Regions from separate parts of the Anas platyrhynchos genome. Here region 2 is linked to region 1. The links are chromatin contacts, called in public Hi-C maps. All regions are on one chromosome and are shown on one strand. Each heading gives the region's core, a stretch centred on a gene start, on an enhancer-like site or on the middle of the called end of the contact. The rest is flanking DNA. Distances are from core to core; before and after follow the strand shown. Region 1 holds the start of HIBCH (3-hydroxyisobutyryl-CoA hydrolase). Region 2 has its middle 11 kb from the start of GLS.

Region 1 (6,628 bases), core at 3,023-5,522:
ACTTTCCTCTGGCCCCATTCCCACACACACTCCCTACAGCTATTTCCACCCACGCTGCAGCTCTTTTTAACTGTGTTTAAAAAGCAGAGAGAGAGAGAGAGAGAGAGAAATGTGCTGCTGCTGCTGCTGCTCCTCCTCCTCAGGTGGGCGGGCTGGTGGCTGGTCAGTCTTCTGCAGCATTTCTCATCGCTGGATGCGTGGGAGGCCGGGAGCGGGAGTGGAAGGAAGGCACATCGAGGCGAGGGGGAGGCGAGCAGCCCCTGCCCACCTGCACACGTGTAATGACACGCAAGGAAAAACTATCGCCAGGCATCTGCGAGCAGAGCCCTCGCCGAGCTGAGAGCGTGGCAGGCACCCAACAACACCTTGGGTCTCAACACCAGACCCAGGGGCGCCCACTGCGTCTCCAGGCATTTCGCACCCGCTGGGAGGAACAGAGCGGCGGGGAGCGCAGGGGGAAGGGGAGAGGGTGTTCCTTGCAGTTATGGTTTGGTACGTGGGTGGTGGGTGGTTTGAGGGGAGGAGTGACAGATTGCTTGCGGCAGCAGGGAAGAAAGACGTAGGAGGGTGTTTGCCCAGGGTCCTGTCTAACCCAGAGGGGCCTGGTGGGTGGATGCAGCGAGCGGCGTGTCTGAGCGGGGCGGTGGGAGGGGAGGAACCCACTGGTGGCTGGACCTTGCCGTGGAGCCTCTCTGGGCTGCCAGCCACCCCCGCGCCTCCCCCGGCGCCCTCGGAGGCCAGGGGAGAATGGAAAAAAGCGCTTCACTCACAGTTCCTTTATGGCTTGGCTTTCATCTGCTTCCAGACACTTCCCAACCAGCAAAACGCAGGCTAATTGGTAAAAAGAAATAATAATAATAAAAAAGGGCTTCCCCCCCAACCCTTTTGTTACAGGAGAAATGGAGCAGTGAACGCCACTCGCTGGGCGCTCATCCCAGAGCTCTGACCCCAGCCGTGATGCGGACACGCTGGCCGACAAGCCTGACTCAACGCCCTGGGGAAGGCAGCCTCTTCCCAGGGAATTACTCACTTTACAGACAAAAGTGAAAAAAAAAAAAGGCTTCTCCATATTACAGACATGTTTCCTGTGCTTCAGCCCTTCCCCGGCCTGGCTTATTTTTAGGGAGCGGAGAGACAGATTAGTTTTCCACTTAGTTTAAGTCAACTTCTACTATTGCTGAAGCCAACGGCAGGCTGCCCCTTGCAGACCTGAGCCTTTGGTACTCACTGCCCTCGCTGGGGCAAGCAAATTTAAGCCTTATCATGTGCTTTAGAGTACAATCAATCGGGGTTGTACTGAGGAGAAGAGAAAAAAAATAAATCAATCCGTGGGGCACTTGTCAACACAGTTCTAGCCAGTTAGCTAGGATAAACTGGGGGTTTTCCCCATTGTATTCCTCAAAGCTCCTTTTTCCCGTGAGGATGCACTTGCTACCCACACTATCCACACACAGAAATTAGCTGCTAGCTCTTAGACCAACGAAGGAAAAGATTGTTTACTGCAAGCCAAGATGCAGAAGCGCGGGACATGATGAAGTACTCAAACCATTTATTATCTGTTCTTGGTGAAATGCAGTCAGAGCTCTCACAGGCAAGTAACTGAGAGGTACAAATTAATCATTAATTAGCAGTATAGAGGTAACGTACAGAAAGCAGCTGAGCTGCTCTTGAAATCCTTCTGGGGAGCAACAGCACCCACATCCTGATGCTGAAGTTGTATGTTTTTCTGGAAAAGAAACCAAAAAAAAAAAAACCTACCAAAAACAAAACCCCCAAACATCTGCTCAACTCTGAAGTCCTCCTACAGTCTGCAATTTGTTTTCTCTTTCCAAACCTGCTGAACTCACTGCCAGGAAATTTCTCCACAGGGAGGAATTACAACCTGCCTATCCTTCTGGCTACTGCACTTGCACTCCCTGAATTCCTGGCTCGGTTACTAGGGGTGCTGCTCACCCCTAAAATATCCACTCTGCCACAGCCCTCTTTGCTGATAGCAATATCAAAATAATCCCTAGTTAAATGTTATCTCATTCAACTTATTCTCATATAAAATTCCATTATTTTCAATGTTTTCACTACTTTTATGGATAGCAATCTTTTATTTTCTTTTTAGAAAGCGTTTTCCCTTTGGCATTCCACTCTGCAGAAAATAGGGTGTGAAGTACTACTAAAATCCCTGGTATCTGAGTTACTTTTTGAACCCAACTTTGGACTGGCTTGCACGCACCAAATGGTTATCAGTGAGAAAACTGCAGTACTCTTCAGAGCTCCGTACAAACAAACAAAAACACACAGGTAAATTTAAGCCATCAGTGGCATGTTTTAAAATAAAGTAGAACGCAAGGCTCAAGAAACAGGGCTCCAAAGCTCCTTCTCGAAACCAACAGGAAAAAAAAAAAAAGAAAAAAAAAAACATTAAGCATAAATTCAGTGTCATCACCCTGGAAAGAAATTGGTAGCTGTTGCAAGACAATGCTTGTATTACTTCATTATCTACAAATGAGCAGGCCCCGCTCTTGTTCCAAATCAGACATACAGCTGGGAGAGAACAAAGAAAGGCTCTACACCATTATTTACACTGAAGCCAGGAGAGGATGAAATAGATTAAAATCTGGATAAGTAAAAGGTGAATCAGACCACTGACTTCTATTCTGGACTCCTAGACACTGCCATCCTGTGTAATCATGTCCTGATCACAGCCTTCCCCTTCGTGTGCAGGTGGAATTTATTAAGACATTTCCAGGAGTTTCACAGACTCCTCTCGCTCTTACCTGCGATTAGCTTCCATGCACTGATTTCTTCATTTCCACAACGATACTAACAAAAGGATTCCTCTATAGAAAGGCGCTGTTCATATTTGCTAGTGAAATATATAGACTTTCAGGCATCAGATACTAAGTACAAAAACATTACCTGCTTATCAAACTCCCCATAACCTGGTTAGGCCTAGATAAGAGATGCAGTTATCCCACTCTTAACAAGTATAAATATAAATAAAAAATATAAATATGGGTTCAGATTTGGCCACCATGGTAATTTGGTGTTGCTTCGGTTGGTTTAGATTTGATTGTATGCAACTTGCTGTAAGACAGTATATAAGGTTTTATATAGTCAAGATAACGTTAACAGGCCACATCTTTCACAACCATATGATCTATGAGTAAAGGTCTATATAGTCTGGATGGCCTAATGAATCCTGCAGTTAATTAACTCGCAGTAGGCACGCTCCCAAAGCCTGCAAAAGCACCTTCTGTCCTGTTCTCTCAGTCATTTTTTCCCCACAATGTACGAGACTGAAAACTGAGGCTACATAATACTGAAACGTTTCGTGTATTGCCTTGTGTCTATTTAGCCTGATGAAGATTTTTACAACTAAATTTAATATGCCCCGAGTTACTACAACGGAAATGCCAATACTGATGACGCTGCTGCAAGCAGGGGCTGAATCATTTCTAGAAATAAAGAGCAAGGCTGCCCTCTGGGGACTTCTCCAGAAGTGCTACAGAAGGCGTGGATTTTTTGTTCCAGCAAAATAAACTTGCTGCAAAGTTTGCTTGTTTGCTTTTGTTTGTTGTCAATACAGATACAAATCAAGCGCTGAACTTGCTATATTGAGATAGTGAAGCTACATTTCTACTAATGTACCTAACGCACCACTTTGGTTCACCATACTTTTTGATGTCTCACGATGGTATGTGTCAGCTTAAAAAAAAATAAAAGTCTATGGAGCAGTGTAACAGTTACTGAATAAAAAGGTAATTTAGTATTATGGGCTACTAGTATGATGCCTGTAAATCCTCAATTGTCTTAATGAACTTATATTGAGAACATATTGAATTGTTTTAATGAACAATATATTGTCTTAATGCATTTATATTTGAAAAAAGGCAGTTTCCCTGAGTGCGATTTGAGTGTATTTGCTCTGAGTGCAGGCTGTGTTTGAGCTCAGGGCTGTGTCTGGCTGCCACTGGTGCAGCAGCCACACCACCTCCTCAGTCCCTGCCTTTACCTTCCTTGAGGTCCTCCTCCCTTTACAGCAGCCCTGCCTGGCGGTGTGGCGGCACATGGGCTCAGCTCCTCAGTCACTCAGCGGCACGTCGATGGCCGAGCAGGCAGCACAGAGCCTGTGAGGCACAGGGGGGAGGGGGGGGCAGAACATGGAGGTCATAAACACCGGACCAAGCCTTGCTGCTGCCAGCACCACACTGCCACACGCAGCCTGGCGGACACCCTGAGCATCTAACAGGGTGCGGGACCCAGCGGGGCTCCAGCCCCACACCCACACGAGTTACAACACCCCCGTGCCGGGGCTGAGGCGCCGCGCATGCTCCCGCCCCGCCCAGCCCCGCCGTACCGGGGCCCATGACGGAGAGCGACGGCGCCGGCAGCCGCCATGGCGGCCCGCCTGCTGCGGCCGCTGCCCAGGTAACGGCCGCGCGGCCGCTTCCCCCCCCCCCCCCCCCCCGAAATGGCGTCGCCTCAGGGCTCGGTGCCTGCCCCGCGCCCTGCCCTCAGCCCCCGCGGCTTCCTCCCCGCCGTGGTATAACGTGATGATGGTGGCTGTGGCGTGAAGTCCTGAGAATGCCGCTTTGCATAAAATCACACAATTACTGGGATCATGAAGGGAGCTTAAAAATCACCTCATCCCAGCGCGCCTGCTGTGTGTGGGGATGCTGGTTTTATTGTTCTCCTCAGGAGAATACAACGACAATAAAAGTCTGTTACTTAAATTAAGTAACAGGTTCAAAACCTGCTTTTATAAACAGTTTGGTATGGCCAGATATCTCCTCTTGGCAGCACAAGCATTAACTTTGCTCGAGTTGTTTCGTAAACCCTACTTAAATGTGCATACATGCAACACAGCGAGAGCAGGCTTTGTGTAATGGAAGCCTCAGGACTGTGGTGGTTTTTTTTTTTTGTTTTTTTGTTTTTTCCAAAATACAAGTATTAAAAGTTCCAGACAAGCATCCCCCAAACTCCTACTTTGTCATATTAGCGCCCAGACAACTTGCAATTGCTTAAATGCAATGAAAACATTAGCAGTTGACGTTGGTATCTATATATAACAACATGCAACGATACTTCCAACCGCTTTGATATCAAAATATTACTTGATTAAGACAAAGTGGAATGTAGAGCAATCAAGTCTAGAAATTTTCTGACAAAGCTTTGCTCAGCTGTGCATTTGGGGGTTGTATAGCTGTTTTAGAATTTTAGTTTTTAACATTTCTTTTTCAGACTGAAGCCATTTAACAGACTGCAAGTAATATTACAGCATTTGGTAAGAACTACATCGTGTTTGACTGAGGTGGAAGCCCTTGGGACGTTTAACTCCGTACCTGAGACAGACAACACATGCAACTTCTAATGTGTGTGTGTGGTGCTTCTGAATGCCATTCAGGCAGAACATTGTCTATGTATGTGAGCACTTTGTTGTGTGTCTACTAAACCATAAACTAAAGCCCAATTATTTGGCTTTCCCTAATTTTATAGTTAATTTCTGTGTTAGTTTCGTTATATTCCTTAAATGTCATTCAACTTTGAGTTTGAATGTGAAATTCAATTGTGAAAATAGGTTAGCAACCAACTCAACTGTTAGAAATTACATAAGAAGTTGTATGTACATTTGTGGTTGCAGTATCAAACTAGCACTAGGGACATACAAAACTCTTACTGCAATTGTTGTAGGTATTTTCTGAATGTCAGTTTTAAACACCACAGTTCATCGTTTAGTATCTCAAGTGTCATTGCCAAAGAGCATATAGCTCAAAAGCTTGTCTGAGGTTTGTCAGAGTCCTTCAGAATAATAAAGCAGCTCCAAGAGAACCATGTAAGAAATACAAATATGACTTGAATTACAGTGGGAAAGCCTTAATGTGAAATTCAAAACACATATTTTTATAATCTTAAATAGTGTGCTTTGAGAGTATATTTCCGTAAATGCTCTCGTATGTTACTTAAGACATCAAAGACATTAACATATTTATTTTATTTGTTTTTGCACTTACAGAAAATGTGTAAGCATACTGGTTCTTCAGATGAAGTGTTGTTGGAAAAGAAAGGAGGTGCAGGAATAATAACTTTGAATAGACCCAAGGCTCTCAATGCACTAAATCTTTCTATGATCCAACAAATTTATCCACAAATAAAGGTTAGTAGCTGTTACGTTACCTGATACTGCTTTTAAAATTCATTCTGACACTTCATAGCATACCAATTTAAATAATTAAATTGTGAGAACACTTGCTAATGAGCTCAGATGTGTAGGATGGAAAAGAACAGACAATTTCAAGCAGGTTAGAAAGAAGAGACACCAAAGAAAAAAGCTGTCAGACAAAAAGTGAAGTTTTAGCATCTGCATAGATAAGACCCCTGTATTAACACCAGGACTGAATTAAAGGCAAGCAGTAGTTAGTGTTTATATGTTTCTGTTCACAACACCCAGTTGGTCAGTCAGCACATATTCTAAGCTGTACAGAGGTGTTGCCTCTGAGCTGAGTGCATGTTTTGCTGGGAAGTTGCATAGCTGAAAAAGATCAAATTATCATGAAGCAAGTTGCTTTAGTTTCATTCCCTAAAAAAGAGCCTTGTGGAGTTATGGACAATGCTTCTCAGTAAAGTAACGTGA
Region 2 (6,628 bases), core at 1,825-4,324, 110 kb before region 1:
ATATTTCAACCTTTAACTAAAAGCCATCATCCTATAATGCTGGATGAAGTGCTGCAAAACGCCAAGGCTGTTTCATATCATGGCAGATCTTACAGAGGTTGTGATGCCCATGAAGGCTGTGCTAAGCTGAGAAAGATGCTAAGCCATGAGACCGAACTGAGATGCTAAGATCCTTGGCATCCTCCTTATTCTAGGTGGAAATAACTCGACACTGACATTGCAGATTTCAGGCGTGCCATCTAAGGTCTGTTGCTACGTGTTAAACCTTACTGCCAATCATTACAGCATAACAGGTTCCAGCACCCCATGCTGAACACCGTGTACTCAGGCAGACAAAACCAGAACAGCTCTGGTTCCTTAAAGCTGCTGCAAGGAGGACTTGGATGCACACAAAGTTGTGAACGAGCTGTCACAAGCAGTGCTCACCTCTCCCCTTACAGCAGGGGCATTAACACCACAGGTGATCTCCAGGGTCCCTGCCGCCGTGCCAAATATTGCTGGCTACCTGGCGAGGCTGCCAGTAGAGCCAGAAGGAGCTTCAGGAGGAAGGAGGACCTGCAGAGCTCGTGCACTTCATTGCAGAGGGTTCTTCAGATGGAGAGAAAAGGGTATGTTCATGCTGAGAAGACAAGACTGCACCAAAATACATGATAGAAGTGGTATTGCACAGACTGCGGTCACCTTCACTACTGGGCAATGTCACGTAACACAGGAGACCATGCAGCCTTCTCTTCCGTGTGGTTTTTGGAGTTCCCTGATCCCCTGCATTCCTTCAACAGTCTCCAGTCACCATTCACACCTGCTTATGTCTTTGAAGTATGCGGTTAAAACACATGAGGAATGGCTAAAAAGTCAAATGCTTGTCACACCATAAATGAGAGAGTTCATCTACAACATTGCTTTTAAGCGTTTTTATCATTGAGTGAATCATATAAGCCATTAAAATCAGGAAAAATCATCATCACATGCAACTGTGAGAACACTTTAAATGTATTAGTTGCATAATTGAGACCCTTGACTTCCAAAGCCCTACCCAAAGATAGCTTGCACTCGAGCTGGAGGAGCCACTGTGACCTTATCTTGGGTCCAGCCAACCGAGGGAACTGCAGAACCCTTTAGCAGGGTGTTACGGAGCCATCTGAGGACAGCAGCGAGGTATTAGGGATCAGAGTTTCTGGGTCTTGTTCCTCACCCATGACAAGGTTTTACCTAGGAAAGACGGTCATGTATGTTGTCTGGGCTTACTCAGCCTAAACCTATGGATGAGACCCCCAGTTTCAGGTTAGAAAAAGAAATGCTCACACGTACAGCAAAGTACAGCCTAGATGGCAATACTTTTGAGAGGCAGAGCTGAGAGTTTTAACTATGGCTCACACAAAAGTGTTTACACATTTTTTCCCCTGAACTGAAGTAACTGCTGAAGTTACTCATTAGCAGTTCACATTCAGGCATAGGGACATTTGCTCAGGGCACAGATTTATTTTATTTATTTTTATTTTCTTACAAGCATGCAGCTTGCATCTGAGGAAGATCAATTATTAACTGTGGCCTGAGATGGAAGCATACAGGTTTAGCTTTCCTGAGGGGCATCGCCAGATCTGACAGGCTCTGGCATGGGCTGCTCCCCCAGCCAGGAGGTTATGTCCCATGGAACAGGCAAAGGACACTACAGCAAGTACCTAGGGCAATAAAATCACGAGTAACTTTTATAGTGCTTTTTTATAGAGCTGTAGCTTTCGCTTGCCATCAGCTCCTTATCCAAACCCCCAGAGCACTCAGGCATCCCTGCCCCGCAGACGTTGCGAGGCCTGGCATCACGCATGGCAGCCCGCACGTGGCAAGCCCGCAGTCCTTTCTCGCTTCTGGCCCCGCTTTTCTAAAATGAGCGGGGGAACTTCCCTGCCTCTTCTCATTTGCAAATGCTGCTTCTGGCTGGAGGCAGCAGGAGCAGAGGGAGCAGGAGCTCGCTGTGGGGCAGGCCCCGCTCACAAAGGCGGCCTTGTGCTCCTGGGCCCGACTCCTCGGCCTCCAGGCTGTCCCGGCCGAGCTGCTGAAACCCAAGGCAGTCATGTGGGCTCGTGGCAGACATCAGCGGGTCTATTTAGATTGATTACACATCCAACAAAACTGTTCCTGCCAAGGTCTGTTTAAGGTTTCGTGGTGTCTCATAACCGCTCACCCTATTACAAAAATATATCACCTTCGTTGCTAAGCCAGCACGCCAACACCAGGCCGACCCAGGAGGGGAACCAAGGCACAACGAGCAGCCCCATTTGGTAGCCCCAAAGGTGTTTAAAGTTTCCATCTGAAGACACTAAATTACCAGCACTGGTCTCTTCACTCTGTGTTTGTGCAGTGCTTAACAGAGCCCTGCCCCCTGTCCCTGATGGCTGGGCACGGCCACACAGGTGCCCCAGACAATACAGAAAGCCCCATGGAACAATGCCCCGCAATGACTTGTGTTTGCAGGAGGCTGGGCTGGGCCCTTACTCATCCCTCCCCGGAGTACTGGGGAATCAGAAATAGCACACAGCAGCTCAGCTAGCTCCCTCTCAGGCCTTCAGCCAAGAACAACTCTTGCCTCCAGTGCAGGGCCTGTAAACCGATTTCAAGATGAATGCCATGGTCATGACACACTAGGTGAAATTATTCCACGTCAAGCACCCGAACCCTTGAAATCTTAACAATTAACTCCTCGCTGACTGCTGTGTGAAGTTCATTAAACATTTGCCTGAAAACGTGCTTTTCTTCAAGAAAACGCTGCCCAAATCCAGCTCAGGGCACAGACTCAGTGAACTCTGAAAGCAACATGACAGGGAAGACCACAACCTCCAGCACGCAGAGCAGCTGAGGACAGCAAGCCAGCAGCCAAGAGTTTTCTTGGCCCTCAGCCTTCCCTGCTGAAGCAGCTGGGAAACAGCAGTTAGTTTGGGACAGCAGAGTAGCATCATTTACCGTTTATTTGCAAATGATCAGTAATATCTACAGTAATTTTTCTGTAGGCCTACGCCTGCTCTGCTTAAAGGCTGAGGGCTGGAGCTACAAGTGCTAGTCACTGCCCTGCAGCTCAAGGGAGTCACTGTGTGCTCCGTGGCTCCAAGGGGTGACTCACTTCCAAAGCTGAAATTCCACTTGCCCACAAGTGACATGGTAGCTTCTGAATCTCCAAGAGCATTCAGCTGGAATTATGTCACGGGGAGAAGAAAAAAAGACATGTTAGCTGAAGGGACAAGCTGCAACCCATCACCCTGTGGTTGCTGTCTGCTACGTTTGGTACGTCTCTGCTGGGACAGGATCTTACCCGGCTCCTAGAAGCCTTCAAGGCCAGGCTTGATGGGGCTTGGAGCAACCTGGTCTGGTGTCCTCCACCAAAAAAGCAGCTGTTCAGAGGGCAGGCTATGGTGCCCATGCTCAGTCTGGGGAGAACGGTGCCTCCGTGGACTCTGGCAGCAGCGCGAGCCGTGACAAATGAGCACATAGCCATGTGCAAAGTCACTGGCAGATTTCCTTCCCCACCCAAACACAATCTCACGCTAGTCAAAGGTAATTGTTCATCACTTCAAACTGCGTTCTAGATAAGCACCAGGACTACTGCATTACGGGAGGCTCGTCTACCAAGCAGGGTGTGTGTCTCTCATTGCTCTTACAGGCTATCTCGCAAACGCCACTGTGGCACTATGAGCCAAGGCCAGTAGGTCAGAAAAGCTACTGGAGGACATAAAAATGTTTTTGACTGGTGGGAGAAGAGTTGTGATGCACAAAACTGTGCAACCGCTAGCACAAGTGCCCTTTTTTATTTGTTTGCTTACTTCCTGGCACAGCACCACGGCTCATCCCACAGCAACAGCTTCATCCAAAATAACATTTTTCTCATGTGTGAGAAAAAGGAGAATCAAGAAAGGACCACGCTTAAAAGAAATGCAAAGTGGATATGCAGAAACGAGTGATGGCTTTTCTTGTACAGCACGGCAGCAAAGCCTTCAGGCAAAACAAAATAAAACTAAATTCAACTTGTTTTCCATACTTCTTCCTGTGCATGCTGTATTTGAGTGAGTTCTCCATTTAGCAATCCAAGACGTAGCCCTTCCCTGCTGCAACAGGGAAATTAGCCCCAACTTTCACCACATTTCACAGAGTTTGGGAACCAACACATCAGAAGGTGTGGTCAGGCGGGTATTTTTCCTCTTGGAAAACAAACAAAGAAAAGCAAACCTAAAAAAAGCCCTGATCATAGAAAATGCATCAGCCCCAGCATCTTCCTCATGCCAATGAAGTTCATTATGCAACTGATAGCGTTACCGTTCAGGTGTAACCACTGCCTCTGCTGCCCTTCCCCAAATTTCTGTTTGCTTTGCAAGTCCTGCAGGGCAAGGATCTGTCTTCCAACTCTTTGAAGTGCTTCACACACTGCTGGCATCATATAAAAGTACCATAAACACACACAAGCATATATCTGCATGGGTTTTAATTATTAAGGAAGTTGTTCTATTTGCTGCTTATTTTGCTGGGCAATGGTTATCTCACCCCGACTTATCACAAGCTCGTTACAGACATATACAAATGCCGAAGTAATCGGGCAAACGCAAGCAATAATAACTTATTTCCTCGACAAATATAAGCTGGGAGAAGCAAGACAGAAAGTGCGTCATTTTGCAGGACAGCACTCTGCGGGCAGTGGGAGCTGAGCAGAAAAGCTGTCCTCAAGCACAACCTGCAGGTGCAAGCCGATACTGCAGCTCTCGAGCTGGGCTTCTGCCTTTGAACGTTTCTGGAGGTTTTGGTGAGGAATACACCCCTAGGAGCTGCAGCCTGGCCTGGCGTCTTGCTCTGAGCTTTGCCCCCGGTGGGTGACAGAGAAAAGCATCCTGCTGAGCCGGGTACAAACAGGGACACACCGTGCTGCTGCCAAGATGACCCTATAGAGCAAGAAACCCAGCCTGTTGGAGTGGTGTCCTTGCTGAAACAAAAATCTTTGTCCCAGGCAAAACTACATCTGTTTTCTGCTCTACTAGTAGGTGGCACGTAAAATAATAATAATAATAATAATTCTTCGTGAAGATGAAGACCTTATTAAAGGGTAAAATGTGTTGCAAACACAAAGGTGATCACTGCAAGCTTCACGGCGCCCAGGATGGAGCACTCAAACCCCTCTCCACAACAGCAAAGGGCTTCCACCCTTTCTGGGGAAGGGACTGAGAGAGGACTTCCAAACCAGCTCTGAACAGGGGCATGGTGTACCGGGTGCGTGAAAGTTGAATCATCATCTTAATGATGATTTTTCCTTCAGAGACGTGAAGTGGTTTTCCAGAAGTAGTGAATTAGGCACTGTGTTTGGTCACATCATCTCCTCCCTACCATCCCCACCAAGTCAGGAAAACCTGGAGTCCACACAAGCATTATTTACACCGGATAGAGGGATGATAAATGATAAAATGGCAAAAGAAGAAGGTGGCTTACCTCCAGGTGAGGTTTCTGGTCTTCAGGGCCAGCGAGCTCAGCCATGACCTCAAGAAGCTGGTACAGGAAAGGACACCTGTAGCTCTAGGGCATGCAGGGCTCACAGGCAGGGCTGTGCTGTGCTCATCCTGATCTTGGCTGGGGAAAACATGAAATACGTCCCTAATACATGAAATTGTAGTATGCACCTTGACAGGCATGTGTGTTCAGCCACTCCAGAGCTAACAAGTATGGGTGTTTTGTTCCCAACATCTCTAAACAAGCCCAGTGCTCACCTACACAGCAATTTTTCAAAACAGGTTCCACCTGAGAGGTTTGAAATGGGAATCCCAGTGATCTCCCATGACTCTTCGAAATATCAGCCTCAACATTTGGTCTGCGAAGCCCAGATACAATTGGAAGACACCTCCTGCTCGGAGGCGATTCAGCCACGCTGTTAACCACAGAAGCCATTTCAGAACCACTCTCAGTGCAGACAGCTTATTTGTGGATAAAAGAGGCCTTTTTTTTTTTTCCATTTACGTGTGTGTCTGTGTGTGTTTAAAGCCACATGGAGGCAATCATCACCCATGGCTCTGGGAGAAATTCCAGAACAGCATCATTTCCTATTCTGGTAAAATACTCCTGAAAGTGGTCACACTGGCAGCACTGCTTAGCTCTGTTAGGGCATGGGGAAGTGTCAAACACAGCCTACTTTAAATCATCTGTTTCAAGCTACACGTTATAAAATCATCCCTGAAGTCACTCGAATCTGGTAGAGAGGTCTCCAAACACATTGGGACCTGCTGCAGAAGTCCTCCCACTTAGGAAGACTTACCGGCTCACGCATCACCACGCGTGCTTTCAGGAACGAAAACGAAGAGCGAGGTAGCAAGGAAAAAGTTAGCAAAGATTTTAGGAAGGCTGTGAAATGCCTGCGTTTCCTTTTGCACTCTCATTGCAAGCCAGCAGGGTGTGCCTGCGGATCAGCTTCCTCGCCCGCCCGCAGCCCGGTTTTCAGCCGAAGCGATGCCAGCTCCCTGCTTGGTGCATCTCGGCTTTCTTCACCCACCGAGGAGGCTGGGCAGCCGGTTAAGCTCAGGAACGAGGGTCATCTGCTGTCACCTCTGCAGGGTGAGAGCACAGCCAAACGCCAGCGCTGGGAGCAGCAAACCAACAAGCGGGCACCAGC

The links. Hi-C and Micro-C count contacts between places; a contact is called where the count stands out from the background.
Region 2: a Hi-C map of subcutaneous adipose tissue shows a contact between it and region 1, with 7 times the contacts expected there. The contact joins the enhancer-like site here to the promoter of HIBCH in region 1. A contact is called at or near these places in 5 of 8 Hi-C or Micro-C datasets (F1 follicle, F5 follicle, liver and 2 more).

The regions. Positions count from the first base shown.
Region 1 is chr7:36,078,627-36,085,254 of IASCAAS_PekinDuck_T2T, reverse strand. HIBCH (3-hydroxyisobutyryl-CoA hydrolase) reads left to right here and starts at 4,272. Exons shown (of 14, transcript XM_038182046.2): 1 at 4,272-4,425; 2 at 5,239-5,281; 3 at 6,011-6,151. The coding sequence starts at 4,394. It overlaps MFSD6 (major facilitator superfamily domain containing 6), which reads right to left and starts at 4,447. Exons shown (of 8, transcript XM_072040503.1): 1 at 4,355-4,447; 2 at 4,010-4,124.
Region 2 is chr7:36,192,242-36,198,869 of IASCAAS_PekinDuck_T2T, reverse strand. No RefSeq gene overlaps it. Among named protein-coding and RNA genes, the nearest start is that of GLS, 11 kb to the left of the region's middle. Within about 2 kb of position 3,074, at least 5 of the 8 cell types and tissues checked have an H3K27ac peak or open chromatin away from gene starts, as enhancers often do. A contact at or near this core is called in subcutaneous adipose tissue, where this site is marked.